Linked DNA regions of Mus musculus: all the other regions are linked to region 1. The links are chromatin contacts, called in public HiChIP or PLAC-seq and promoter capture Hi-C maps. All regions are on one chromosome and are shown on one strand. The core of a region is the stretch at or near the end of the contact, and the rest is flanking DNA. Distances in the headings are between cores, read along the strand shown. Region 1 holds the start of Fbxo4 (F-box protein 4). Region 2 has its middle 82 kb from the start of Mroh2b. Region 3 has its middle 13 kb from the start of Gm52192. Region 4 overlaps Ghr (growth hormone receptor). Region 5 overlaps Ghr (growth hormone receptor).

The links. Promoter capture Hi-C pulls out the DNA fragments that hold promoters and counts their contacts. HiChIP or PLAC-seq counts read pairs in DNA pulled down with a chosen protein or histone mark.
Region 2: a contact with region 1 is called in an H3K4me3 HiChIP or PLAC-seq map of the 230-238 cell line, with 10 read pairs. The contact joins the enhancer-like site here to the promoter of Fbxo4 in region 1. A contact is called at or near these places in 2 of 39 promoter capture datasets (liver and pre-B cells), 1 of 484 Hi-C or Micro-C datasets (pre-B cells) and 4 of 115 datasets of contacts at active chromatin or transcription factors (the 230-238 cell line, embryonic stem cells and large pre-B cells).
Region 3: a promoter capture Hi-C map of liver shows a contact between it and region 1, with 3 times the contacts expected there. The contact joins the enhancer-like site here to the promoter of Fbxo4 in region 1. A contact is called at or near these places in 14 of 39 promoter capture datasets (the 3T3-L1 cell line, 3T3-L1-derived adipocytes, the C10 cell line and 9 more), 10 of 484 Hi-C or Micro-C datasets (the AML12 cell line, the C2C12 cell line, cerebral cortex and 7 more), 7 of 115 datasets of contacts at active chromatin or transcription factors (astrocytes, extraembryonic endoderm stem cells, fibro-adipogenic progenitors and 3 more) and 4 of 9 other capture datasets (adipose tissue, embryonic stem cells, liver and 1 more).
Region 4: a contact with region 1 is called in a promoter capture Hi-C map of neural stem cells. The contact joins the enhancer-like site here to the promoter of Fbxo4 in region 1. A contact is called at or near these places in 11 of 39 promoter capture datasets (the 3T3-L1 cell line, 3T3-L1-derived adipocytes, cranial neural crest and 7 more), 1 of 15 datasets of contacts at CTCF or cohesin (the NIH/3T3 cell line), 16 of 484 Hi-C or Micro-C datasets (3T3-L1-derived adipocytes, adipose-derived mesenchymal stem cells, cerebellar granule neurons and 13 more), 5 of 115 datasets of contacts at active chromatin or transcription factors (astrocytes, cardiomyocytes, extraembryonic endoderm stem cells and 2 more) and 2 of 9 other capture datasets (embryonic stem cells and liver).
Region 5: a contact with region 1 is called in a promoter capture Hi-C map of frontonasal cranial neural crest. The contact joins the enhancer-like site here to the promoter of Fbxo4 in region 1. A contact is called at or near these places in 9 of 39 promoter capture datasets (the 3T3-L1 cell line, cranial neural crest, embryonic stem cells and 4 more) and 2 of 115 datasets of contacts at active chromatin or transcription factors (astrocytes and extraembryonic endoderm stem cells).

The regions. Positions count from the first base shown.
Region 1 is chr15:3,976,788-3,981,347 of GRCm38.p6, forward strand. It overlaps Fbxo4 (F-box protein 4), which reads right to left and starts at 2,786. Exons shown (of 7, transcript NM_134099.2): 1 at 2,455-2,786; 2 at 975-1,210. The coding sequence starts at 2,637.
Region 2 is chr15:4,814,320-4,818,879 of GRCm38.p6, forward strand. No RefSeq gene overlaps it. Among named protein-coding and RNA genes, the nearest start is that of Mroh2b, 82 kb to the right of the region's middle. Within about 2 kb of position 2,617, at least 89 of the 459 cell types and tissues checked have an H3K27ac peak or open chromatin away from gene starts, as enhancers often do. A contact at or near this core is called in the 230-238 cell line, where this site is marked.
Region 3 is chr15:3,226,305-3,230,864 of GRCm38.p6, forward strand. No RefSeq gene overlaps it. Among named protein-coding and RNA genes, the nearest start is that of Gm52192, 13 kb to the left of the region's middle. Within about 2 kb of position 2,082, at least 44 of the 459 cell types and tissues checked have an H3K27ac peak or open chromatin away from gene starts, as enhancers often do. A contact at or near this core is called in adipose tissue, hepatocytes, liver and 1 more, where this site is marked.
Region 4 is chr15:3,342,362-3,346,921 of GRCm38.p6, forward strand. Ghr (growth hormone receptor) reads right to left here. Exons shown (of 11, transcript NM_010284.3): 5 at 4,148-4,171. The region is part of intron 4 of Gm41254 (a long non-coding RNA gene); the gene reads left to right. Among named protein-coding and RNA genes, the nearest start is that of Ccdc152, 41 kb to the left of the region's middle. Within about 2 kb of position 2,315, at least 24 of the 459 cell types and tissues checked have an H3K27ac peak or open chromatin away from gene starts, as enhancers often do. A contact at or near this core is called in cerebral cortex, forebrain, neural stem cells and 1 more, where this site is marked.
Region 5 is chr15:3,386,548-3,391,107 of GRCm38.p6, forward strand. It overlaps Ghr (growth hormone receptor), which reads right to left. Exons shown (of 11, transcript NM_010284.3): 3 at 2,101-2,166. Among named protein-coding and RNA genes, the nearest start is that of Ccdc152, 85 kb to the left of the region's middle. Within about 2 kb of position 2,699, at least 25 of the 459 cell types and tissues checked have an H3K27ac peak or open chromatin away from gene starts, as enhancers often do.

The sequences.
Region 1 (4,560 bases), core at 1,536-4,035:
TGACCTCCATCTGTAGCATGTAATATGCGTACCCACCCACATGTACATACAAAAAAAATAAGAGTAATTTTTAAAGAGAAATGCCAGTGGAATTTGAGATTATCTATAGAGATCATATACATTTTGATCTAGTCGTCTCCTGTTATCTGACATGATAACTATTGTCTGGGATGGAGAGATTGAGCAAGAAAGTAGAGGAGGAAATCCTATATGTAGCTACTGAATCAAAGTAAAACCATTCTTAGAGCCAAAGGACAAAGATTCTTTGAATTTGCTTTATTATGATTTAAATGTGGAGTTCACAATAAAGCAAGTTTTACCTATGTACAGTGACATATTCTGAGGGTACACAATAATATTAACCAATTCTTTACACCCTATATTATATGCAAACCATGTAACTTCTCTGGCCCCCTACATCCCTAACACAAAGATAAAGTCTTTAGGTTGGAAAAGGACATACCCAGAGCAGACGCCCATAGAATCCAATATGCAGCATTTGCTCAATAAAAGCAACTTTCTCATGTACATGATACTCAAGAAACTTGGAGGCTTTCAGGCAGTTAAATAATAATAATAATAAAAAGTATTTCATGTAGTCTTAAAAACAGTCTTCTTCCCCATCAAAAAGAACTGTTTCCTGATCTTTGGAAATTCTTCCTCTGAGTATGAATATGCATATACAATTTAACATAATGGAAAGTACTACAAATATTATGAGAAGTTTAAGAAAATTTTTTTTCTTGTCTACCATACCAGATATAATTAATCAAATACTGGTTAGTCACCACAGGAAAATAACAAAAGATTAAAGCTCTAAGGGACCTATGAAAAAAAGTCAATTAGCTCAAGGCCTAATTTTAACAAGGGGCATTCAGACAAATCCTATGCAGCAAGCTAACGTCAGGGTCAGAACTAATGTGCACTATTTAGAGTTTAGTATCTCTTGTCAATTCTCAGAAATAGATACTTACACCTCCATGTAATCAAGACAAGTGCTGTCGGTGACCTCAGATATTGGCTTTTTTAAGATCTCTAGATCTGGAAGTGACTTCCAATCAACCGAAGACCAAGAAGGGAGATCCCGCAACAGAAAGTATCTCCAGAGAATTGGGTCTCTTATAGTTTTGTTCCAGTAATGATCTGTACTTCCCAGCTGGCACAGATCGTGGGGTGAAAGAAACGACAAGATATACAACTGCACATCAACCTGAAAGAGAGGCAAGCAGCATGAAAGAAAGAGGTCATCTGTCTGGGGCAACTGTTTGCGGTGGCCTAATCAGTAAAGAATCATTGTACTGAAGGTCGCCTGAATGACTGGTTCTTTAAAATACATAAGTCTATCTTAACATCCCTCCACCAATAGAAAATTCAAAACTAAACATTTTCATCCCTAACACACCTGAAATGTTGCAAACTCAAGCTCTGCCTTTCTATTTTTCAAGCAAAGTAACCAGTTCCTTTCATTTCTTTCCATGAGTATGTTGATGTACCAGTTACTAATTTGTTCTTCAAAAATAAATGAGTGTCAAGTGGAGATTTTTTTCAAGCTGGAGAGATGGCTCAGAGGTTAAGAGCACTGGCTGCTCTTCCAGAGGTCCTGAGTTCTATTCCCAGCAACCACATGGTGGCTCACAACCATCTGTAATTTGGATCCAGTGCCCTCTTCTGGTGTGTCAGTGACAGTGTACTCACATATACATAAAATAAATAAATAAATAAATCTAAAAAAACAAAGTGGCGGTTTTTCTGATTTTATCACTAGATCAAATGAAAGCATGTGAACCTGTCATTTGAATTTCTCTCTATAGAGTATTAATCAGGTTCCGAGGACACCTGAGAGAAGCTTGGAGGTAACCTAAGCCTGTGGCTTTCATTTAGAGTGAATGTCAGTGGGATGTACTAATAACCCAACTGAGATAAAGGAATTGTCATCAACAATGTATAATCTATTTATTTATTTATTTATTTATTTATTTATTTATTTATTTTATCTTTCTCTGAAACTTTAAATTGCATGCATCCTCTTTGCAGCCTGACCTAACTTGAGGTACTTGTAACTTTACTGGTTTCAATTATGTGGCAGTTTTGTTGCTTTGGATATGTCAGAGTTGCTTGCTCTAGGCGACCCCCCCCCCCCCCTAACTGGAATACATTGACTAGGGATTAAAATGTGCAGAAGAAAGACACTGGAATGCCTTCCAAGCTAACCCACTTCCTTCATCAGATTTCCAGACATCCAAATAGGATGACTGACAACCTGTGGGTGATCTCGCTGGTCATTAGTGAGTGTTGTAGTGCGACCTTGGTTGGCAGGGGGATACCAAGAGTTACCATCAAGGCAATCCTGGCCACTTCACTTCCAGGCGAGCACACACCCGGAAGTGGCTGCCCTGCCGGCCCAGGCCCCCGGCCTGCGGCGGTCTCTGTGCGCGGCCTGCGGCCTCGGCTCACCGGCAGCCGCGTCAGCGCGCTCGTCTCCTCCGCCGCCTCCTTCCGGGAGGCCGTCGGCGTCGCCCGCTCCTTGGCCACCGAATACCAGAAGGTCCTCCAGCCGCTCAGGATGGCTGCCTCCAGGCGGCCCCAGTCGCTGGCGGGCGGCGGGGAGCCGGCTCCGCGGGGCTCGCTTCCAGCCATGGTCGCAGGCTCCGCGCGACACCGCGGGGCGCACGGGCTCCCCAGCCGCTCGGCCTCCGCCTCCGCCCCGCTGGTACGACCCGGGCTGGTCGGTTGGGCAGGGCTCCAGGCCGAGGTGGCCCGGAATGACTCACCCCGTTAGCCCAAACCCTCCCACACTACACATCCTCCGGGTCCCTCCCTGCCTCTGTGCGTCACCACAAGGACCTGGGAGCTAGGGCTTGTTGAACAGCCACCCTTTTTCTGAAATCTTGCTTCCCCTTAAGCGTTAGATATTAAGTAGGCTGTATGTGTGCTTCTGTGTTTTGGAATCAGCAATCTACCACTTGGAGTTGAGCAAAAACTGAGCCCGTGGAGGCTATCAGGAGCCTTATGTGTTATTAAAGATAACCTTGGCTGACTAGAACATCGTGCTGTGGAGAAACTATTGTAGATGGGAAGCCAAAACTGCCTCAAGCGTAGCTCTTTTAATATTAACTTCAATCTGGTTTTGGTCTAACCTCATGAGGTTGGGTGAAACTTGTAAGCTTTGCTTAAAATTTTATTTAACTACATGTATGTGGATATATGCATGAGCACTCAGGTTCCAGCAGAGGCCACAGGCATCACAAACCCTGGAACTGGAAACCACACCCTTGAGAGCCACCTACTCAGGCCCTCTGAAAGAACAGTACATTCTTATAACTGCTGAACCATCTCTCAAACACCTGCCCCCTTTACCGATTTTAAAGTAAATAATGTTGTAACATCTGAAAGCCAGGCAAGATGTAGCCAATTTTATCTAGGCTGTGTACATAATGCCCTCATCAGCGTAGGTGGTATATGTATTTGATGTATGGTCTTTGTTTTGTGGCTATAATAGTTCTTGCAACTGCTTCCACAACTTGGTGTGCCAACCTGAATCCAATCTCTGGCCATGGCCACTCACATTTTGCTTGCATTTACTTCCTCAAACTCCATTATTAGGTATTTTCTACCAAAATGGTGAGTTTAAGCCCACGACAAAAATGTACATACACTAAAAAATTGTTCAATCAATGATCTATCATAAAAGGTCAGAAGAAAATTTGATAGGAAAGAAAAGCCTGGATGTGGTACTATTAAAAGCCATTAGTGAATTTTTAATCTTCCAAAAGTGATGTCTATTCTAGTAACTTTAATCATAATCAAAAAGAAATTTAAGAAATGAGAGGTAGGCTATATAACAAAATATTATATAGCACTGGATATAGTTTTAGGAAAGACACAAATACCTATTTGGTAGCAGGTTATCAGTCTCTTTAAAGTAGATTACCTCACTTAATCTAATCCCCAAACCCATTCCACATCTAGACTTCATCACGGGAATACTTCGGATTTAGTAGTCACGTGTTAAATTCTTTAAAATCTTTTAGAATAATCTAGTAAGGATCACCACGTTATAACCTGAGGTGTAAACCTTGTTCTGGAGAACATGGAAGATGGGCGGAGCCCACATAATCTATCTCAAAATCACTGTCAACCTTTAACCACTTACTATTCCAAGATGGTTTGTTTGTGTTTTGCTTTGTTTTTTGTTTTTTGGGAAAACAGTTAAATTTTATCATCTATATACAACTGGTTTAATATCAATTGTCAAAACATTCTACATCTAGTCCATAGGATATTTAAAAATTAATACCATTTTACAATCTTCGAAGTAGAAGGCAAAGGCCACATCTTTTAAAAACACGCTAGGCTACAGGAAATAGTTGCTAGTATATAAATATGAAAGTAACACAGCAATAGCTGCATGTAACAGTACATAATGCTCAGTAGTGGACCCTAGACACTTTTCACAAGGGCCCTTCATTCAAAATGCAGTACCTGAAGCTCCAAATGAAAAGTAACAGACATTCAATAAAGCTGGAAGCTGGGCAACTGAGGGTCTGTCAGAGCATACAT
Region 2 (4,560 bases), core at 1,367-3,866, 840 kb after region 1:
TGCATGGCATAACGTATTGTTTCAGTGTTCATAGCTAATAAATAAAAACTGTAATGTTAATAAGAAGTGCCCAGAGAAAAGGACCAATCACAGGCCTTGGACGAATGGTGTGAACATAGTGAATGAGAGAGATAGCTCACATCCTGGTTGGATGTGGGCCATAAGGCCCATCAGGGATCACAGGGGCCCAGTTCTGGAATCTTGCTAGGTTAGGAGAGAGTATTCTACTGCCTCAAATTTTTATCTCACCATGCAGCAACTGTTGGGTACTTTGGGACTTCACTCTAGTTTCAGCTTTCTACTAATCGCCATCAAGGAACCGAGTCCTATGGAGAAGGGTTAAGTAACACCGGGCTCCAAATGATTGTCTGTGGTGCCTCACACTGTCTCTTCCCTTGAAGCCCACACTTCCAACTGTGTCTGCCTGTTGCCCCCACAGTGCTCCAAGGATGAAAACCAACTCTACTGTGTAAAGATAGGGTCATCGATGCGTGAGAAAACAGTAAACATCTGTACGCTGGGAGCGGTGAGGTGTGCAAACATAAAGGTGGAAATACTGAACCCTGGGAGGTGCCCAGATTAGCGTGCCTAGTGATAAGTGAATTTACTATTCAAAAACAATGCACAAGAAGTGAGGAAACTGGATGGGAATGCAGTATAATGATACATATGTTCAGGGATGTCATAATAAAAAACTATTACTTTGTATAATCTAAAAAAATTTGTAAGTCATTATACGTAGAGTAAACTGGCATAGTCATAAATTGCTGGGCAAAATTCTCTTGTGTCGTTCGTTGTCATACTGTTACTCTTCCACCCCCTCTGCCGTTTGATCATCCCCTATCTAATGCCAGCATCTGTTGTCCTGTGTCACATTTCTGAGTCAAAATGCCTTTATCAATTGAGCAAACTGTCTCACATTGCACAAAGTACATAGAGACATCAGAGGACCTTTGAAGCCAGTGAGAAACACTATTGTCACAATTAAAAGTAATAAAAATCCATAGCATTTTTTCAACAGAACAGACAGAAAGCCAGAGAGTCCATAATAAACGTCACAAATACCCAACTTTCGTGTATTCATTTCACAAACCACTTCTCAGTTTGCACAGTGTAGCAGGGACTGATCCGGGTCCTAGGAGGTACTGCTGGCAACCACCGCATTCTTTTAAGAATGCCTAGTTTTGAGATGAATCACACACAACACAGCTGACCCTGATCTTATAGTTGATGTCAAAACCTTAGGGTCTTCCTTCTCCTTCCTCACCCTACACAGGGATGTGTAGACGCTGCTTCTGTAAGTCTCCAATGCAGGGGAGTGGGGGGTGGACACCCACTTCAGGCCACGAGCCACAGCCACCTGGTAGAAATCTTCCTGCATTTTGCATATTAAATGCAGCCCTTCCTCCTCTCGTTAATCCTAAATCCTTGACAACATCATAAAGATCTTGTAATACAAAATGAGAAAAAAATGAGCAGGAAAGGCCCTGAGAAAACATATTTTCCTAGTGTAATTAGAGTTGAGTTGGCATCTCCTCTAGGATTCACTGGTCCATCATCCTCCCACGCAAGCCACCCATGGACTTCTGGCACTGAGAGTAGAGAAAGCTTGTATGCCTCCTACCCTCAGGCTTCCTGAGACAATTCAAGAATAAGATCTGTTAAATAGGACCACATCCCAAAGTAAGAGTCAAGAAGCTTTCTCCAAAGCTGACTTGGCTGCTCTCCCCTACAAAACAGATCTCAGAGAGGAAAGGAACCCCATGGGGGAGGGGAGATGGTCCCCCAGGAATCTACATACAACATTCATAGTGGTCATTTAATCCCTTCCTCTGAAAGAAAGGTGAAATTTCAAGACCTGTAAGTCATATAAAGTACTCAGAAATTGCTGGTTGTTTGTGAGCCTAGAGGCTGCCTGGGGCTGAGAAAAAAAGAAAAACAAACCGGGGCATGCCCCATAGTTAAAACATTCCTGGGAACAGCTTGACCATAGAGATAAAGAGGAATGTGAAGACATAACAGGGCTATCTGAACTGAGTCAATAGCTCACAAAACTCTGACATCCTGCACGTACATGTAATTTTTCTGCTGATGTTTGAATAAGCCAATAGTGTGTCACTATGCTGAATTCCACACCCCTAAACCCCTTACCCCATAAAAACCCCTAGCTTTCGAGCCTCGGGGTGGAATCCACTGTCTCCTGCATGAGATATGTTTCCACCTGGAGCTCTGCCATTAAACTGCCTCCTGTGTTTACAGCAAGAAAGGATTCTCGTGTTTCTTTTTGTGCTCTCTCTCTCCCGAGACTAGAGTGGGGGTCCCCAAAAGGGGGTCTTACACCTCTCTTCTGGGTGAAAAAAAAGGAAGATACTAAAAAAAATCTCTTCCCCACCTCCAAGCCACTACCAAAGCCACCAAAGGAGTCATTTGTGAGGCAGGGGCCACCTACAGTTAAGAGTAAGCAGGTACTGCAAGAAACCACTGAACACAGCCATTCTCTGTGGAGAGAAAGATCAGTTTTCATAAAAAGAAAGTGACTGGCTGCCTTGGACAGTAGAGAACAGAAGCCAGCTGCAATCACTTGTGGTGTTACACCGGGACCTGTGGTGAGGAGCAGCTGCTCAGAGAGTGGAAGTGCTACAGCTGTGGTCAGAAGTGTTTCAAAGTTAGCTGGAAGCTGTGGTCAGGAGCATTCAGCTAAACCAGCAAAGGCTTCTGAAAAAGACTTTCTGTTTCTGTTTCCTTGGAAAAACCGCGCTCCATTGGGGTCGACTTAGAGTCATCCTCATCAACACTGCTGCTTTGGAGGCCACTTCTCTACGACCTAAGAGTAAGGGCCTGGCATGTGCTGTGGAATGTCAGCTCTGCTGTTGGTGGTGGGGTTTCTAAGAGGGTCCTGAAAATACTGATCCATGTCAACGCATTTCCCCCTTCCTTCCGCGAGCTCAGAGCACTTCCTGTTTAGTATTGAAAGCAAGATGCTTTCAAGAATGGCTGGGCATGAGGAATCCTTCCTCTTCTGGCTTCCAGTAATTGCCAGCAGTCCTTGATATTCTTTGGTTTGGGGATGCATGGTTTCTATCATAACCCTGACCAACTCTTCTTTTTGCAAATGCCTAGATCCAACTCACCCTCTTCTGGGACTCCTTCGGGCACCTATATTCACGTGTACAAACTTGCACAGAGACACACATGTATACGGATCATTAAAAATAAGGACAAACCTTTTAAAAGTATTTCCTATTTGTTGTCCGTAGTATAATCAAAGATCGGGCCAGCAATAATTATTATTTTGATTAAAAATGACTCACACGTACTTTAAAGTATTTCTCTTTTCCTTGTAACTTTTTCCTTTCAGTGAGGACAAGTTGATCCTTTAGCTCTTTGGTTACTTTGTCTCCAAGAACTTTTTAGTGCTCTAACCCATTAAAGTCTGCATTAAGCTAATTTGCATACCATTTATCAGTTGAATTCTTCACACTCTGATATTAATATTAATATGGCAATTTAGTACAATAGGTGTTAAGAGCTACTAATAAAATTATCACCAGGAAGCAGAGAGCAGCAGCCGAGCATATTAAATACCTGGAATTTAGATTGGGAGTCTCCGGCTCTGTCCTAAAAGATTAAATAAATTCTAGGTCAAAGGTAAGAAGTTTCTCCTCTGAGGCTAATGAAGATGAGTGCTAAGCATCTGTGTGTGTTGCCTGGGTGGCTGAAAATTAGATCGGTTCTTTTTAAATATAGATTTTGAGTCTGTTGACTGTAATATGCTGACAAAATAAGTGACCTCCCCGACTGTTAAATTTTGTTAGGATCAGAGTCACTGAAGGCACATGATCTCAAATTTCAAGTACTCTAGTGGCATGGTGTTTCAGCCTGACAAAGGGTTGCTTTTTCAATCTTCAGTAAATATGACATTTTAGGTAGGTTTTTTTTTTCCTTCCCTTTCTACAAAGGACTTCTGCAACGCTCAAATCTGCTTAGCTTTGAAAGTTGAAATTCTCTGTTGTTCCCAAGAGATCGTCCACAAGGTAACACCTCTTCCATATCCTTATCTGAATGCTACTCCTCCATGAGAAGCTGTCAGATTGTGATGATTCTAGCTCTTGGATGCCAAACTGCCCTGACGCTTGATTAATTGGATTCCAAATGGCTGGTTTCCTCTAAGGTCACCTTTGTTCTTTTGGAATATACTGTAAGCATCCGACTTCTAACCAAACAAATGGCCTGCAAGATCAGAGTTGTCCCCAGTCTGTTTATGCATGTGAGTCAGGTCGATGCATCCCTATTTGTCTTCTTGACAAGTTCTGGCTGCAACAGCCTTAGCTCCACATGTCCACTGTCAGATAGTGAAGGTAGATGTCACCAATCAAGGGGCTCCAGGGGACAGATGGTATGCAGAAAGTCATTCAGAGATTTATATAGAAGGATGTTTATCACAACATTATTTATAATAGCAAACAATGACAGATCTTAAATATCCAATAATAAATTATGGTCACAGCAGATGATAGCACAGTATGAGGTCACTGATATCTTTTTTTTAAAGCTTTAAGG
Region 3 (4,560 bases), core at 832-3,331, 750 kb before region 1:
TTAATTGAAAGAGTGAAATGTAAAACTTTTGCTAGAACGGGCACCCCAAGTTTTAAATAGTTGCCTTTAGGTCCTTAAAGGAGAGAGGTTGTTCACTCTCTTCCACACCTCTCTCCATGAAACACTCAAATGAGTGGATTTTATTTTTGTGTTTTGGATTAGTTAATTGCAACAACTCAAAACATGCATTGGGTATACATGTTGGCCAACCAAGTTGAAGCTGGGATTCCAAGAAAACCCTGTTCATGGAACAGAGATCATCCATAGCTTTTGTTTGGTCTGATAACTTGTGACTGGAAAATCTCTCGAATGCTGAAACCTGCTGACAACTTTTTAGGGATAACCTTTCTTTTTTTGCTGTTCTTTAGATGTCTCGTGGTCCTGTGGCTTGCCAAGTCATGAGGATCCTGTTTTCATCCGGAGGACAATGCCTTTTTGCACAGTGCTTATCATTTTCTGTGCTTATCTGTTTCTGTGCTCTCTCTTCTGACCACAAGTCCCCTGTTGAGGTAGAAGGTCAAAGTCTTGAAATGGAATTCAATAAAACATCCAAGAGGGTGCCCACTGCTTTCCTCTGGCCTCTGATAGCTCCCTTATAATCTTGAGTTTAGCTAGCCTTAGATTTATCTAGGTCATGAAGCTAACCAGAAGTCCCTTTTTCTGACTTCTGATACCTTTTGACTCTCTTCAGTGATTTGAAATTCAGTGGCTGGTTACAGCTTGATCAAGGATACAGGGAACCAGCATTAGGCATCTGCAGTGCTTGTGGCTCACACTAGCAATATTCTGTTCTGGGTGGAGATCTGGGAAGTTCAGTTAGACCAAGACTAATCCAGGAACTAAAGCTTGGATCTGGATTCAGGCTCTTAAAATCCAGTTTTAAAAGGTGGACATTGCAATACCAGCCACCTTTCTCTAGAAATTTTAGGTATCTTTCCAGCCTGAGTCTAGGTTTTTAAGTAGTGGCCTGAAGAGGGCTGTCTAACTTGAATAACTCTTTAGTCTGCTATGAGTTGGCTGTTACCAATCCATTTGCTTCTGAGAAAGTTGTTGCTCAGAGAGTTTAGGTCAGCTGCCCAAAGTTAATCATCTGGTAAAAAGCAGATTCAGTGTTTTTGATCAGTTTTCCCCACAGCTATTCCAAAGCTATTTACCATAACCATGCTTTATTAGCTAGGAATGAAAGCATATGTTGCCATCAGATGCATTGTATGGATGGGGTTTGCTAACAGAATATTTGTTTTAAGTAACCTGGAAGATGTGTTTATGAGTTCCTAATTCTAAGTGGGCTCTTTCACCAGCCATCTTGCATGTGCCCCAGCGTGGTAGGTCTTCACTAGCTTCAGGAGGGAACAATGCAATAAACTAAGCTGTAGTTTTCAGATTTTTTCCTCTGCCAGCCTGGCGTGTGTATTGTGTTTCCTTTCCTCTGTGGTGCCAGCAGAGGTAGGCTTCAGATTCCCCTGTTTTCTCTTTTATGGTTTGCATGTGGAATTACAGCCCATTAAAATGCCATTGCCCTTGCCTCTCTTGCTTTCTGAGACAGTGTTACTCACGAAGGCAGATTCAACCCTCCTGCCTCCATCTCCCAAGTATTTAAATTCTAGCACCCTTTCCTCATTAGGAAAGTACTAAAGAACCAATTTGTCTACCCGAGAGGTTCAAGAGCAGCTTTTATCTGCACTCTGGCTATGCAGCACCACATGACTGCCAGCTAATTTCTCTCTCCCCTTTAACAACAGGTTCTTGTTTGGGGTAATTAGCTCTAAGTGAGCATCTAATTGGTGAGGTTTCAGGATTTCCTCCTCTCTTGGTTACTTTCAACACCGTAGGCCAGTAGCTCAAGTCTCTTAGCTTTTAAATGTTATTAAAAAGTATTGGCTTATTGGTTATCTGATTGTGCTAGCTATTAGTCTAGAGTAGTGTGTCCTCCGAAGTTGTTTTTCCTGGTTTATGAGTCCTTGGAAGATTGAGATCCATGCTTATTAATTTCCTGTTTTCATCCCAGGGCCAGAATGTGATCTCAGAGTGGAGCTTCCTCTTCTGAGGTCCAGGATAGAGGAGGGGTGACTCCCGAGAGGAAACAGAAGCTTATGCCAAACTCAGGGAGTTGGTTCATCCTGTCTCACTGGGATGTGTGTGTGTGTGTGTGTGATTTTGAGTATAAGATCTTAAATACTTGGGAGCCTGTGGGAAGAGGGAGGTAGTAGGTAAGATTTAGTGCCAGGATGTGCTTTGGAAATCAGGGTTGGAGAGCCTGTAGGCCAGACCTAGTGAAGGTGCACAGAGGCAGCCTGACCCAGCACACTGGCCTATCAGACATAGCACTTTATGTCTGGTGAGAGATTTTTACTTTCATTTTCTAAAAAGTTACTAACTCCAGGTTAGCTTTGATATTTTAATGAGTGGATGATTCTTCTTTTCTAAATCATTTCTGACATTTACATATTTATTTTGTTACAAGAGGGGACATAGTGTAAACATAAGCTAAGACATATTTAGTCCCATGACATCACTGATACCCAGCTCATGCCAGAACACGGGACATGCAGGAACTTGATCAAGACTTCCATATTAAGTTTCTTCCAAAGCAAGAGTGAGAGAGAACAACTGCTCTGTCTCTGTTATAAGGGTGTGGTGAGGGTTAAAATGGCTTCATCCATGCTTTCCAATGCTTATCAAGAGTCTGCTCTGTGTCTCCTGTGTTGTAGGCAGTGAGTTTCTCAGCGGGCAAGACCAACAAGGACCATGCCAGCAAGGCACTTACATTGCAATGTGTTTTCTCAGTTATAGCCTTCCCTGGAAGTCCAATAGGGAAAACAAACAGAAAGGATGAGAACAGGGGCTAAAGTTCTGCTTGCTTATCCCAACTAAGCTTCCCAATGGACTTTGGAAGGTCTGCTTGAAACTCGAATCAAGAGATATCTTCGCACTCGTGACGGCCATAAGCTGAGAACCTGAGTCACTCCCAGGTTTGCAAGTTCTCCTTGTGCTAGCTGCTGCTGTTGATGCTGCTCCGGCAGCCATTCCTGGCTGTGGCAGCTGTGGTGAGGGTTGGACTCTAGCTTGCAGCTGCCCCTATGTCTGAAGCTTTGTCTTGGGCTCCTGAAACCTCCCTGTTTAAAGGTGGTATGGGATACTTTTTTTCCTTGATTTAAGGTGGAACAGCTCAAAGTGACCTTGGAGTCAACATGAGGCTAAGCTTTGGCTGGACTCATGGTTACCTGGCTGATCTGCCTGCTTTTCCTGTTGTCATGACTCCATACGGGTTTCCCCGGTGGACATTCCCTGGACCATTCTGTCTTATCATTTGTTCCATAAATTCATAAATAACCCAGAGTCAAGAAATGTCTGGATAATGAAACAAACAAACAAACAAACAAAAACCAAACAAACAACAAACAAACCTGAGGTTAAGCACAAAGATGTGTTACCAACTTCATGAACATTCTTTCTTGAAACCACCCCCCCCCCCCCCAGTTCTTTAAGGTCCTAGGCAAATAAGAGCCTTGTTCTTGTGGTGAGGAGACACAGGGTTTGGGAACAGAGGTCATGTCTTTGGGCTTTGATCATGTGCTTCCATCTTTTACTGAAGTTCAGGTGACTTTGTGAGTCATGAATAGATGTACTGTCAGAGTTCTCTCTGAACTGCCCCATTCTTTAGTGTGGACCCTTTACCCATTTTTCAAGAGACTGAGTAAGATTTCTGTGAGGCTGAGATGTAGGTGAATTACTGGATGAACTATTGTTGCTTTTTGTTTTGTTTTAAATTCACTTGAATACTTGAAATTTGTGCCTTGGGTCATATTTTTAGTTCCAGGGACAAGATAGAAATATGCAAAGCAGAACAGTTTGTTTTTTATAAATTGTTTATTTTAAAGTGATTTTTAACAAAAACAACTAGACGGGGGTTTTGCCTGAAATAAACATTTATATTATAGGAAAACAATCTGGTGGTGCTTTATAGTATCTGCTCCATCAGCTCTGGGTAGGGAGACCGTCCACAGGACAGCGTGGTTATGAGAAGAGAATTCAGCACGAGTTGGAAATCTTGAAAAAGAGCAGAATGTTAAGTAAGCAGCAAATAACAGAAAAATGTAAGTCAGAGGAGGGCACAGAGAAGAATGCCTTTTGTGCTCAGCCTGAAGGGGAAGGCAGGACCCAGTCTCTAGTCAGAGGAGAAGGAGAGTTGCAACTTCAGGAGCAGTGACTGGTGTTCCTAGTGGCCTTCAGCAAAGGAATGTGGCCATGCCAAGCACAAACACAAGACAGGCAGCACCAGGATAGATCTTTCTCCCCTCTTCTCTTTCAACCTCCTGCTTGTGCCCTGCAAGGGCCGAACTAACTAGGAGCTCAAAGTAAAGAAGCCTTCTAGGATTCAGGCCTGGGAAAGGGCAGAGAGGTCAGAGGTCTAAAGAGGGTATTCTGCAAGGTGATGGCAGAGTCAAATGAGCCAGTCACAGATCTTTAACAAAGCCAGCAAGTTGGCTTCTAGTCAGGCAATACTTTGGCAATGAAGATCAAAAGACAGTTCAGAAACAGTCTAGAAACAAAATCCTT
Region 4 (4,560 bases), core at 1,065-3,564, 630 kb before region 1:
GCTGGGGGGAAGGCAGGGCCTGAAAGGAAGGCATGGAGAGCCCTGAAGTCAGCTGCATTTACAGTTCCTTAACAGCTGTTTCTCAGGCTAGTTATTTGGTACTAGGGACTCACATAGAATCAGGGCCATTGAGACAGCTGCTCATCAGCTGTTTGAATACACTTGAGATTAACACAAGAGAGAATTCAGAATTAGAGGCAGGGAACTGTTGCTTACATTCCGGCTGAGATTCTTAAAAGCTGCGAGCCCTTGGGTGGAAAGAAGCCTCCGCTATCACAGGGGAAGTAAGTAGAGAAAAGCTAAGGTTAAGATAAAGTATGCTTGTGCAGGCTTGTGCACCATGCTGTGACAGCGAACAGTCAGAGACAGGTGAGTCATTGAATGATTCTGACATTCAAACTGAGTGTGAACTAAAAAGTTCTACCCAAATTGTCCAGAGCACTGGGCATTCTATTGCACATGCCAGCAAGATTTTGCTGAAAGAACCCTGATATAGCTGTCTCGTGTGAGGCTAGGCCAGTGCCTGGCAAATACAGAAGTGGATGCTCACAGTTAACTATTGGATGGAACACAGGGCCCCCAATGGAGGAGCTAGAGAAAGTACCCAAGGAGCTGAAGGGGTCTGCAACCCTATAGGTGGAACAACAATATGAACTAATCAGTATCCCCAGAACTCGTGTCTCTAGCTGCATATGTAGCAGAAGATGGCCTAGTAGTCCATCATTGGGAAGAGAGGCCCTTTGGTCTTGCAAACTTTATATGCCCCAGTACAGGGGAATGCCAGGGCCAAGAAGTGGGAGTGGGTGGGTAGGGGCGCAGGGGTTATAGGGAACTTTCGGGATAGCATTTAAAATGTAAATAAAGAAAATATCTAATAAAAAAGATAAAAACAAAATAAAACAACAACAACAACAACAAAAACCTATACCAGCGAAGACATCAAGTGCACTTTATGTGACTAACTGTGTCAGTTTTAAAAAGTAAGTCTTAGGATGGTGCAAATATCCAGGGCAGCTAGTGGTCAGCAGGTCTGCGTCTACTATAAGGAGCCACCTAGCTCCGTTGTGCTTCAGTTTCTGTGAGGTTTTCTGACATTTGACAATGCAAGTAGTCCTGTTCCTGGGGCTTGTATGTGAAACCCTGGTTAGGATTTCTAAATCCATCAGTTCCACAGGACATAGCTCTTATAAGAGTTAATCTGAATGTGAAGTGTGTCAGGAATAGCTAGTTGAAAACACAACTCCCAATCTCAGGACCCCCCATCCCCATCATGGTTTTTGAGACATGATTTCAGAACAGCTGTGTAGTCCTAGGTGTTCTGAAACTTGCTTTGTAGCCCAGGCTGGCCTTGAACTCAGAGATCCACTTACTTCTGCCTCCCAAGTGCTAGGACTAGACACATGCCACCATATCTGGCTAAAATGGATCTTTTAAGCTAGTAAATCTCAGGCCAAACCCGAATAACCTCATGAAACATGAAGCCACTTGTCTGCCCTGCATTCCGTACAAGACGTAAGGTGCTCTAAGGCAGCTACTTTTCTTCTTCTTTGCCCTCAAATGAAGTTCTTTTGATTTGCCACAGACTACCTTGTGACGGGAGTAAGGACCATAAGAGATTTCATTAAAAATAGAAGAGTGAAAGCAGTATTTCTCTCTAAAGGTTTTCATTGGAGTAAAAATAAGGAACAGAGAAGTCATGCCCCAGTACAGGGGAACACCAGGGCCAAAAAGGGGGAGTGGGTGGGTATGGGGGACTTTTGGTATAGCATTAGAAATGTAAATGAGCTAAATACCTAATAAAAAGTGGGAAAAAAATTAAAAAAAAAAAGAATAGTGAGAACCAAAAAAATAAATAAATAAATAAATAAAATAAAACCAGATTTCAGGCCCACAAACATTAAATAATTCCAACTAAGTGATGTCAACTGTTAACTACTATGACTGTCTCCTTCTACCAAGGCTACTGTGTCATTTAGAGTCCCTTGAACCCACAGGCCATACTTATATCTCACCTCTGCCTGGCATAAACTTCAGGGAAGGATATAGCTAACCAACCTCCTCTAACAAAAAGGAGACAGATTAGTCGTCACCCTACATCCCAGTGAACTGAATCTCAAATCCTTTAGGATGAAGTCTGATGATAATATTTTTTTCAGTTAAAATAAATGGTAAAAGGAGTGAAAGGAAAGGCTGATGTTACCAGGTTTCAGCTTGCTCCAGGAAGCCTTCCCAAAGCTCGGCCGCACTCAGCAGAGTCTCTTTCTGGCACAGCTCTGCTTTGCATTCAAACCCAGTTGCCTTCAAGTGCAGAGGCAGGATTTGGCAGGATCTCAATCACAGGGCTTCAGAGACTGCTTTGAATCAGCTGCTTTCTTAAGCTAGGCCATCTCCTCTGCCAGCTTACCTGGCTAGGAATTGGGTCCAAGCAGAACACATGCAGGCTTGTGCCTTTCTGTCCCGCTGACAGCCCAACGTGCTTAGATTCATGTGTGCTTTGGATTCCAAAAGCAGCCCAGACACACTACCACATCTGCTGGTTCTTTCTGCCTCCACAGACTATAAGTGTTGAATTAAAGTATGCTGTAGTGTTGTGGGTGAGGGATGGGAGGAATGATTCTATAGTTTTAGGAGTTGCCTAGGAACAAACTCTCAGACAAAATAGCAAGAGTTGGAAGTTCCCCCTGTGCCTTTGTCTCTGTGTAGTTGGGTGCTGAGAGCCCATGCATCAGTACAGATCCATTCTGATAGACTAACCCTTGATTTTACATTCAATTCTCAGACAAACAGGGCTGAGGACTTTTGTGGGTTTGGCTAGAATATTCAAAGTATTTATGGTTGGTTTTTTTTTTTTTTTTTTTTTTTTGTAGAGAGAACACAAAATCCTGATTTGGGGTTTTGGTTTGGCACTTCATCATGAGTTTGTTTGTGTTCATGGTATTTAGGGAGATGGGGATATTTTTCTCCTGAGATTCTAGGTTCCACTAGAGCTAAAACAGGATGTTCTTTTGCATATGTCGGAGATATTCTTTTCCCCCGGTCATACTTGCAGCAGATTTCTTGTTAGTTCCCAGGGTGAGTGCAGACTAGGGATGCTGGGAAGATTGGGATGTGAGGAGGAGACCTGCAGACAGATACTGTGGCTCTGACTGAAGAAAGTGAGAAACAAGGATGGCTGTGAGGGCTCAGTGTCTCTGGATTCATTCTTTGGCTCACAGCTAGGTTGGGTGACTGACAGGAGGGTAGAAAAATCATTTTCCTGGATTAGAACTGATTCAAGATGTTATCCCACTGCTACTTAGATCAGTTTGGTCAGTGGTGCCTGTATGAAAAACTTCTCATTTGTTTTGATGGTGCTAAGCTGTCTGAGCTACCGAAGCAAGGTGTAAAGATGACATCTAGTGAGTTTCTCTCTCTTTTCATATTAGAAATAACAGAATCAATTCATACATTTTCAAAAGTGTTCCCAAACACTTTAGCTCACATCTGAGTATCTGTCTGTCTGTCTGTCTGTCTGCCTGCCTCTACTTTACTGGCCCATACCTCTTTATAGTATCAACCTCAAGTTAAATAAGTAGTGCGTTTGGTTCCAAACTACCTCATCTCTGTGTGCCTTAGGCAGGGGTATGTCTGTGGTGCCTTTCATAACTAGAAGATGGGTAGAGTCAGTCTTTGTTGTTCACTTAAAGTTTTTGTTGTCTGTAAATTAAACACTCAGGTAGGCATTAGAAAGTTCTTATAGTCTATTAATAAGCATAAGCAATAAGGAATTACTTTTTATAGTTTAGGAATCTGGGTTCTATATCATTATTGTTTTAAATTATTATTATATACTAAGAAAATCTTGCTTATTGATTAATTGATTGATGATTGATTAATTATGCAGAATGAACTGTATCAGGAATTCTTCCACCTAAGAAGCTGTGAACTAAGCCTATTATACTACTAGAATGGAGGAGACTTGGTTTAACTAATTTGCTGGCTGTTCCTTGGTGAGCAAGGACTGAAGCCAGGACATACTGCAGGAGGCTAGCTCGGACTAACTGCCCTCCCACATCTTCCTTCCCTTCCCTTCCCTATCATCTACGGAGTGGAACATGTCATTCTCAGGCCCTTGGATGAAAGTCTAAGACAAAGGGTCTTCACTAACCTTGCAGCTTGTCGTTGGCTTTCCCTGGAGGTTCATGGAGGAAAGAAAGACAAGAAAGTATTTAACTCTAACATTTAAAATGGTGATGTTTTGTTGTATAGCACAGTAGGGTAATTATAGTTGACAACGATTAATCATGTATTTAAAAATATCTAGTAGAGAAGATTTTTGGTGGCCCTGGCAAACACACACACACACACACACACACACACACACACACAATGATAAATGCTTCAAGTGATAGATACACCAATTGTCCTGGTTTGAGAATCACACATCATATAGATGTATTAAAATATCACAGACTATCCCATAAATTATGCTGATACTGCATAGTAACAGCGGGAGGAGAGGAAAGGAGGACTTGGCCAGGGAATGAAACTTAAGGACTGGTGATGACCACGTTTCCAGAT
Region 5 (4,560 bases), core at 1,449-3,948, 590 kb before region 1:
GGACACACAGTCATGTGAAACCTCCTCTTTATAGGTTTAATAAAACCTTATACATTTTGTTTAACGTTTATCATATCTCTAAAAGAGTTTTTATTTTATTTTCCTCTCATGGGGCATTGTTTCCAATCTGAGAGTTTATAAACTTGCACATATGTTGATTGATTGCATGTTCTTAGTGTATTTTATGTTGAACACTGCTAGCTTTACAGATAACACTACTTCAGTAGAAAAGAAAAAGATATCCTTGCTATAATCAGGCTAGTATTTGGCATGGGGTAGGCTTTAGCATCATGTACACATCCAGTTAAGTGTTTATGGTATAGTGTGACAGACACACACGTAAGGTGATGTGAACATTTGGACTATCTATCCTGAATCATATTCTCCTGTGTGTTCTGTATGGACTGTGCACACTGATAAACACATTGTTTAGCACAGGGCTAGCTTTGTCAAATCTTCTCTAGGATAAAAGGAAGATAATGTTTAATAAAGAAAAATAGGAAAGGATGGACTATTTCCTTGTGTGAAAGTATCAGAATGCATTTTCTAGATCTGAACAACCGGTCTCCAGAGTTCTTATTTGTCACAAACAGGAAATCATTACATTAGAAATGATAGGTACTCATCAGTCAGGATTAAACCTTGGATTTTGACTAGAGGTAATGGTTAAGCTCCTCACATTTTGTGAGCTGATAGAGAAAATGGCTTGGTGAGATCATGCTTATCAGTTGAAGGGAGATCCGAGAGCAGTGTGTACTGTAGAGGATGGTTCCGATGCTCTGCTTAGGCCACCAGTGAGCATCCTTTCTCTGCCCTGTCTTCCCACAAAAAAGAGCAAGAAGGATGTAGCCTTCACCAATTGAACGGCTACTGCATAACTCAAACATAATTCACACACGGCCTCCCCCTCTATAGCCTCTTATACTTCTTAGAGAACATATGAACATCTTTGACCCTTCCAAACCAGCAGAATCAGAGGGGGTATGCTGTCTGGCACACATGATAAATAGATGAGGTTTGCTGAACATCTTACAAGTCCACACTTAGGGGCACCTCCAAGGGAATGATATTTAAACCTCACATCACAAATTTACTGTGTAATTTACTCATGCAATTCAAATTGTGGTTTTATGACACTCATTATAAACAATTAGCAACTGCTTAAAATTAGCTAGGTATCCCCTTCTCTCTTCCTTTTTTTTTTTCCTCTTTTTTCTTTTCATGAAATGGCATCTAGTATATACTCTTTCAAATAAAAAAATCTATTCCTATAATGTAATTAAACAAACTCCTACTAAGATTTTTAGTGATGTAAAGGAGTTAAGAAGAGCATAAAACATGACCATTGAATTAAAGGCACAATGTAATTAATTCCTATAGTCCATACACTTGATTGTATTTTATATACACACTAAGCAGGACTGAGGTGGAGAACTTTGGGTCCCAGCACCCCCACCTTACCAGTGGCTTTACCACTAATCAAAGTAAGCACACATAGAAACATACAAACACACAAGTAATCAAGATTTCAGGAGGTAAATGTTATCATTGAACAATGGACAAAGTTCCATAGTAGAACAGAAGGCAGGAAACCTAGCCTTGGAGGATTTGTGGAACCTTTTTCTGTGAGCTGAAGGTTGAGTTTGGTATTGTAGATAAGGGGAAGATTAGCAAAGACGGGGGGGGGGGGGGCGGTGTTCGATGACATGTAAAAAATAGGCTGCTTATATGAAGGCAGAATTGTGAGGTATATATGTAAATTTGGTTCGGGAAATAAATTCCATTTTTTGCCAATGCAAGCATTATATAAATACTACCAAATATCAACAACAATAATGTTAAAAACAAGTTTGTAAAACAAGGCATAATAAAGCCTTCTCTTAACCTGCAAGCATAAACAAAACAGAAAAATAAACCATGACCTCTATACAGAAATTGAAACATAAATCCTGAAAAATACTTTTTGCTTATAAAATTCAAACGCTGTCACTTTTCCTGTTACCAGTATCCCAAAGAGAGAAAGAGAAAGGAGAGTAGTTTGAATTATAGTAACATATGGAAACCATCAGTGCAAGTTAGTAGAATGACAGAAATTCTTACTTGTCCCCAGGCTTGGATTGATTCTTTGCAGAACTGGGGAAGCTTTGCCAAGAGTAGCTGGTGTAGCTGAAAAAGAAAGAGAAGAAAATCATTAGTCATCCCTGTAGAAAAACGATCTTCTGTGACCCTGTTATAGTGTCATTTTTGTATAATAGGCTTCCATGCCAACCCCCCCCCATTAAAATTAAAGCTGTATCTATGCATTAAAAAGAGCTTGTAAAGTCAGAGCAAATGGAAGCCTTTTGGTTGTCATTACCTCAGGTCGCATGCCCAGACACAATACAGAACAATGAGAACAATTCCACCATCTATCCTTTGAGTTCAAACTCAAGTTTCCCTTGTGCATAGGAAGGAGAACACAGGTTTCTTTAGAAAAATACAAATCCCACATTTAATTAAAAAATTATTTTTGGAAATACTATAAGTGAGAACATTCCTGGGCATGGGGAAAGAATAAGGGGAAGGGCAAAGCAGAACAAGTGAGGCCCTGGAGTTTTTTGAATAGGCAGCAAGTGAGTCAATCATTGTAATACAGCTGGGAGCAGGCTGTCTGGAAGGTAGGCAATAGTGGAAAGTGCTCAGTAAGGCTCCTTCCAGCTGGGTTCCTTTGCAAAGGCCCTAGCTACAAAGAGTCTGACTTGTTGTCTGGTCTTGGTGGAAAGTGTGTAAGAGGACTGGATAGACCAGCTCTTGTTACTACACAGAAACAACAAATACTGAGATTTAAATGAAAGCAAGGGAAGCTATGTGTGACACTGCTAAATCTATATTTAGTCTTCCCACTGTATTTTAACATATACATTTTTAAAATATTTGTAATACTCAGAGCGATGAGTCTTTTCATACACTAATGAGTTGAGTAGTGGCTGGGGATTTCCTCCCTCAGGATGGAAGCTGGCATGGGAAAAAACAGATTTATGGTTGTAGAACTGGAATTTTTTTCAGTGTTATTCAAAGCCTCTAGGGAGGAAGGAGGGTCTAATGGCTAAGCTCATCACCAATGGTCAGTGGTTTAATAAATGTAGTCAGAGAATACAACATTCACAAAAAATTGATAGTATGAGTTCAGAAGCTTTCAATTGGTTGATAACCTGGAGATGCTTAGAGGGCACAGTGGCTACAGCATGTTCTTCATATGTTATGGTTTCAATATGGAATTTCCTCTAAGGGCCCATGTGCTAAAGCTATGATCCTCAGCCTGACACTACTCAGAGGTGGTAGGAATTTGAAACATAAAGGTGAGTTAGGAGGTCTTCCCATCACTTGGGGGTAGGGGGGTGGGGGACAGTGATTTTAAAACAAAACCTGGACCCTTAGCAATTTCTTCGTCCCAAGGAAAAGTGGTTTCTCCACATGCTGCTGCTACAGTGTCCTCCATTTCATAGGCTCAAAAGCAGTGGAACCAACCACTCATGCTCTGGAAACTCCAGAGTTCTCCAAACCTGTGAGTCAAAATAAACCTTCTCTCTTCATAAGCTGATTGTTTCAGATATTTGTTACAGTAGCAGAGGCTTATTAATATAATACCTCATTATCTGTCTCCTTTGTGATGCCCTCAGTAAAAAGCCAAAGTCATTAATTTAATGTCTGAGTTCTGTGAGCTGGTGTAGCAAATTCATCAACTCTAATAAATGAGTCATGGGAACCAGCTTGAAAAAAAAAAGACATTTCAAAACTTTAGTACAGTCTATTTATAAATTATAGCAAAGAAATCTTTCAGAAGTACAGTATATTACATACATTTGTCATCTGAAGTAGGAAGCAGTTTTGTGGGGCTGAGCTATCAAGATGAGTGATGTGAAAGTATCTGTAGGTAGTTTGCATGGGAATTGAATTGTATTATAGGATGTTCCCTCTCACCTCGGTATTAGCCAATTGTATTCTCACTTAACATTTTGGTGACCAAAGGGCACCCAAGTATTCTGTTTTCAAGAGTGTGGCCAGACACATTATGTTTGTTTTCCCCATATTCTCTCAGACAACTGATAATATTGTCTTAGTGGAAGGCCATACACTGGGTACTCTGTCTCACATAAAACACAGGGAAGAAAAAGAAAAGAAAATATGGGCACATCAGTACTCAGCACACACTTCACAGCTCTGCCTACATAAACCAACATACACAGGTGAGACCCCTCCCTGCCTCACTCACCCTAATCCCCCTGCCCTACCTGATGGGAATTTCAGCTAGCAGCTGTAGGCTGTGCCCCACCCTGTCAGAGCTCCATCTTCCTTCTGGTCCACCCCTACACCTGAAGCAGATGCAGATCAGCACTCTGTGCCCCACCTCACAGCTCCACCTGCCTTCCAGGAAGTCAGCTCCAATCTGACACTCATAACTCAGACTGCCTCCCAGGAGGCCTGCTCATACCTGAGACACACAGCTCCACCTTCATCTGGGAGGCCTGCTTCAACATGGGACACCCAGGCCAGCCAACACCAGAGACAACCAGATGGCAA